Regions from separate parts of the Rattus norvegicus genome. Here region 2 is linked to region 1. Evidence: chromatin contacts called from public Hi-C data. All regions are on one chromosome and are shown on one strand. The core of a region is the stretch at or near the end of the contact, and the rest is flanking DNA. Distances in the headings are between cores, read along the strand shown. Region 1 holds the start of Cog1 (component of oligomeric golgi complex 1). Region 2 overlaps Sdk2 (sidekick cell adhesion molecule 2).

Region 1 (2,533 bases), core at 11-2,510:
CTTACACTTAGGCAGTATCTAGAGCCTAGTGGCTTATGAGTTCTGAGATAACCCCTTTCCCCGAGGTAAATAAAATTCCCTGGGCTTTTGTTGCGCAAAGAGCAGGAACTCTTGTTTCTAGAATGTCGTAAGTAAAACCCTTATTTAGATATCAATCTATTGCTGTGACATTTGCCTCAAAGTAGTGACAGTGGTGAATGGATGAGAAAATCCAGAGGCCGTGTATGGTACACGCAATACTGTTTTGTCTGTGTTAACGTAAGTATGAATTCTTCAACAGCAAACTTTTCAAGAAATGAAGGGTCCTGAACGGACTTGTTAACAGCAAGCCAGGATGCTCAGGTTTTCTTACTGGGTCAGTCTTAGGATGTCCAAACCTCAGGCGTCATGGACTCGCCATCAGACTCCAATCCAGGAGGGCTGTAACAGGGAAACTCATTTTATGACTAAATAGTATTTAAATAAAATAGAAGACCCAGGCAGCTAAGCCTTGGAACCACAACTGTCACTCAGATCTCCAGCTGGCGAGTCCAGATGGTCAGGAAAGAGTCCTGAGACCCAGGCCTGGTTGATGTGATGGCCTATCGAAGGCAGAAGGGCACGCAAGACCGACAACAACACGACCATAGGTGCATCTTTACCATAATGAACACCCCCCCCCCCGAAGCTCTTCTCTCCCCAGAAAAGGGTTTGGGTGCGACATAAGAGGCTCCGGGTCATTTGTTTGACCGTCAAGTACCAGTGCGGCTCTGCAACCTTAACTACTTCACTTCTCCAAGGAAACAAGTGCTCAGGGTAGGCGAGATGGCACAGCAGGCAAAGGCAATTGCCACCAAATGCGACAAAATCCCATCTAAAAATTCTATACTGAGACCCACGTGGCAGGAGTGAGCCTCCTGAAACTTGTGACCTCCGCGCGTGTCTGTTTCTGTCACACGCGCGCGCGCGCGCGCGCGCACACACACCCTACACTGGCTGAGATTGGGGAAGAGGAGGGAAGGGAGGAGCAGAGGGAAGGGAAGAGAGAGGAAGGGAGGTTGTAATAGTACAAAAAAAAAAAACAAAAAAAAAAAAAACAAAAACAAAAACCAGAAAACAAAAAAACCAAGCTCTCAAGAGCAGCACTGCCACCGAGGATCAGTCCCTGGGACCACCGAGGCTCCCGACCTGGCGGAAGTACTTCCTCCCCCATCCATGATGGCGGGAGGGCGGGGCGGGGTTGGCAGGCGGAAGCGGCCGGCGGATCCCTGGTTTAGCACCATGGCGGCGGCTACCGCCTCCTCCGCGCTGAAGCGGCTGGATTTGCGCGATCCCAACGCACTCTTTGAGACTCATGGAGCGGAGGAAATCCGCGGGCTGGAGCGCCAGGTTCGAGCCGAGATCGAGCACAAGAAGGAGGAGCTGCGGCAGATGGTGGGCGAGCGGTACCGCGACCTAATCGAGGCGGCGGACACCATTGGCCAGATGCGCCGCTGCGCGGAGGGGCTGGTGGACGCCGTGCAGGCCACCGATCAATACTGTGCCCGCCTCCGCCAGGCTGGCTCCGCGGCGTCCCGGGTCCCACGGGCCCCGCAGGTCAGTCCGGGATCCGAACCCGCCACGTCCCACCGCCCCCGCTGCCCGGCGGACCCCACCCCTCACCTTCCGCCGGAGGAGCCCGCCCCTCACGCCGCTGTGTGCTTCTGGGAGGCGTCTGCGGCCCTTCCTCGGGACGCTGGTCCGCTGCCGAAAAGTCAGCCGGCCTTTTGCTCCAGGATCCTTCCCGGATTTCCGGACGATTCCCTCGCCTCCTGTGGGTTCCCTGCGCTCTCCTTCCCTTTCAACTGAAAACGCCAGGGGTCTCTCGACAGTCACTCACTCCTTCCTGTCAAAGTCATTCATTCTTTACCCAACCCTGCTCCCGAGCCTGGAGAATTGGGGGAGGGTAGCCTCAGCCGTCAGGCCCTCCCCCTTTTAATAGGTGAACAGTTTCATTTTAGGCAAGGAAGGCTGGTTTAGAATATTCAGGCCATCCTGACGCCCTTCCCTGAAAGATTAAAGACCAGATGCAGAATGATGAGGTGGGAAGCTCATCCTAACGTAGGGTGTTGTCCTAGGGATGAGCAGAGGACACAGGAGGGTGAATAGTTTTAACCTAGAAGAACTTACTGTAACAGCAGAAGAAATTGCAAAAGCACACTAACTAACCCTCATGTGGCACTAGCTTTCTCGTGCTCCCTGAGTGTCAAAAAACCCAAGCAAAAGGACTAGGGCAGTATAATGAAAGTGGCCGAAGAAGGTTGGAACTATATCGGCCTAATCTATACATTAAATACAGTTCCCTTCTCAAACGGACAGACTTAGCTGGCTAACTTTCAGCTGTGTAGGCCTGGTTTTAGAAATGTATTGATTTTCATAGTTATGGCTGATGCATTTCTGGGGGAACACCCTCTCCGCTCAAATCAAACAGGAGCCTCCCAATCTTTTCTTGACGTTTGCATTCTAATTAAATAAATCCATGGGAAGTTGAATTTTAATATGAATAATTTAGAAT
Region 2 (2,533 bases), core at 20-2,519, 150 kb after region 1:
GGCCTTGTGGAAGGAAGTCTTGAAAGGAGATACCACGGTGGGCAGCAGAGGTGTTCAGACTGATAGGAATGAGGTCTGTCTGAGGGAGCGAAGGCCCCTTTAACATTTCCTTGCCTGGCAAGGGAAAGATAATGCCCATCGTCTCCGTCTTGTCTCTTACTTGAAATCTGCTACCCCCACGTGCATGTTAGGCTAGGTGTGGAGAGAGCAGGCTCCGTCCCTAGGAAGGAGAACTTGGCAGAAGGTGTGTCTTGCAGACTGAGATATCGGAGAGGGAGGGTAGAATAGCAGACGGGAGGAAGCTTGTGTTGGCAGAGGACTGGGCCAGGTATCTGTCTGTGCAGCATCCCAAACACCTCCTGGAGACTCCTGCCATGTGTGGTCCCAACCAAGGTTGTCTCCCAGTAGACACGATATTAACCATCCCCGGAGCCTAGCACACGGTAGATGCTTCCTGTCTGCTCGTGGTACCAGGGGTTGAGGCAGCAGGGCCTGCATGTGTGCAGGCTGATTGATGGCCTCCGGCTGCCAGATAGGAAGAGAACACAACTCCGGACATCTCACCAAAGCCCTCTGGGACCCGGGGAGCTGTTCAACTCAGGCAGGAGGCTGGAGACTTTCCGCACAGCTGGATACCTCATTGCCAGGCCCCAATATCCATTCCTGATGTCAGTTTTGGAGAGACTCAGTTTCCCTGTCTTTCCCTTCTCTAAGGAGGATCCTGCCTGCAGCCCATGAAGGGGAGACAGGAGCTGACAGTGCGGTGCAGCGTGGACTCCCTGCTTTTCACTCTGTATAGAGCACTGCTCAGGGCAGAGAAAAAGGCTGCCACTGGCTTTTCTGGTGAGCCGAGGACAGCTGGGCTGGTGCTGTCCCTTATAGATCCCTCCTGGTTAGATTGGTTTTCTTTCTTGGTACCCTCCACCCCTCCTCCATTTCTTGACCAACATCTTCCCTATCTCATGCCACAAACTCCAAGCTGGGACTCTTTAAACCCTAAGTTGGAACTGGCTGTGCTTGGGTGGCCTGCCATTCGCCGTCTCCTAGTTTTTAAATCCCAGGAAGTCTCAGAAGAAAAGCAGAGCTGGGACAGCAGCCTTTCATGGCCCTGCACATCACGTCCTTACTGAACGAGACACAGGGGTGACAATCCCACAAGCAGGTTGAAGGCAAGAGGACCTGGGCTCTCCAGCTCTTTCCTTCTTCTAAGCCCATACTCTGGAGAAAGTTCACTGTCTGCTGATGGCCCTGGGACACAGAGGGGAAGGAGGTGACCTTCGGGAGGAAGTTGGGCTGGGCCTGGCTGGATTCTTCCTCAAGAGAGGGTACGGGCAGCAGGGTTGCTTAGGAATTGGTTTTTACGTTCAGCATGGGAAAACCTGATCCCATGTCAGGGCCAGTGGAGACTAAACCCTGATCAACCCACCAGGGTGCTGGGTGGAGAGTGGGAAGTGACAGAGACCAGGGGCAGTGACAGAGAGGATTAGGGTGGGACCCCAAGGGTGGAATACTGACTGGCCTTCTAGATGTAAAAGCAGCTGGGAAAGCTAGTGACACACATCTCTGGGAGGCAAAGAGGCACAGGCAGGTGGATCTCTGAGGGTTCAAGGTCAGCTTGGTCTACAGAGTAAGTTCTAGGGCAGCTGGGCGACACAGGGAAACCCTGTCTTGAAAATGGGAAAGGAGGTGTTGGGTGCTGGGGAAGCCTGGCTTCCAGAAGGCTGCCCGTGCATCAGAGAGTTAACTGGAGGTGGTAGTGTCATTGTGAGAGGGAGATGACTGCATCTCAGGGACACCAGAAGCTCTGTGTCCACCCAGGGAGTGTACAACTGGACAAGAGCTGGGGGTGATTCTTCTGCACCCTGCTCTGAGAGCCGCAGCTGGGTGGGGGAAGGGGTAGGTACAGGGAAGTGGTTCTGGCCAGGATGGAGGTTTGGACATGTGCCAGGCTGCTTCCTTCCTGGACGGAGGTGACAGGCTGAGGTGACCAAGGCTGAGGGTGAGAGAAGAAGGAAAGAAGGAGCTATGGAAACCTCCATGGCTGTAGTGGCTTTCCCTTGTAAAACCAGCACTTGAGTGGCTGACCCTGAGGACCGTACATAGCAGGTCAACCTGGGCTCTGTATTGAGACAGACCCTGTGACAGCCTGGGAAGTGTGTATGGGCCTGTGGGGTGAGAGGGTCTGGGTCAGTCCAGGCTCAGGCTGGAATAGCCCAGGGACTTGGATGTTAATAACCAAGCCCAGGATGAGGACAAGAGCGGAGCCTGGAGGAGGGACAGTGGAGGGAGGAGGAGTCAAGAAGAAGGAGAATGGAGCATGGAGGAGGAGAGAGAGGAGCCTTGGGGCAGGAGATGGAGGGGTAAGTAAGCTTCCAACTGTCCTCAGAGCTAGCTCTAGACCTCCTGGGTCTCTCTCACTTGGACCCCGGGGATGTGGTGCGAAGGACAGTGTGACGTCCCCTCTCTCCTACCTTCTCCAGGGCCCGTAGTGATGTTAGCTTCAATCTCAGGCCCGTAGGTGAAGGTCTTGGCT

The links. A called contact is a pair of places that touch in the nucleus more often than the background predicts.
Region 2: a Hi-C map of liver shows a contact between it and region 1, with 4 times the contacts expected there. The contact joins the enhancer-like site here to the promoter of Cog1 in region 1. A contact is called at or near these places in 11 of 12 Hi-C or Micro-C datasets (the A7r5 cell line, the Rat2 cell line, Schwann cells and 6 more) and 1 of 1 datasets of contacts at active chromatin or transcription factors (oligodendrocytes).

What each region holds. Positions count from the first base shown.
Region 1 is chr10:99,193,582-99,196,114 of GRCr8, forward strand. It overlaps Cog1 (component of oligomeric golgi complex 1), which reads left to right and starts at 1,261. Exons shown (of 14, transcript NM_001107062.2): 1 at 1,261-1,575. The coding sequence starts at 1,261. It also overlaps a transcript of Slc39a11 not described here.
Region 2 is chr10:99,347,827-99,350,359 of GRCr8, forward strand. Sdk2 (sidekick cell adhesion molecule 2) reads right to left here. Exons shown (of 44, transcript NM_001413325.1): 38 at 2,472-2,533. It overlaps LOC102547853 (a long non-coding RNA gene), which reads left to right. Exons shown (of 4, transcript XR_005490530.2): 1 at 1-2,360. Among named protein-coding and RNA genes, the nearest start is that of Cdc42ep4, 53 kb to the left of the region's middle. Within about 2 kb of position 1,270, at least 21 of the 93 cell types and tissues checked have an H3K27ac peak or open chromatin away from gene starts, as enhancers often do. A contact at or near this core is called in liver, where this site is marked.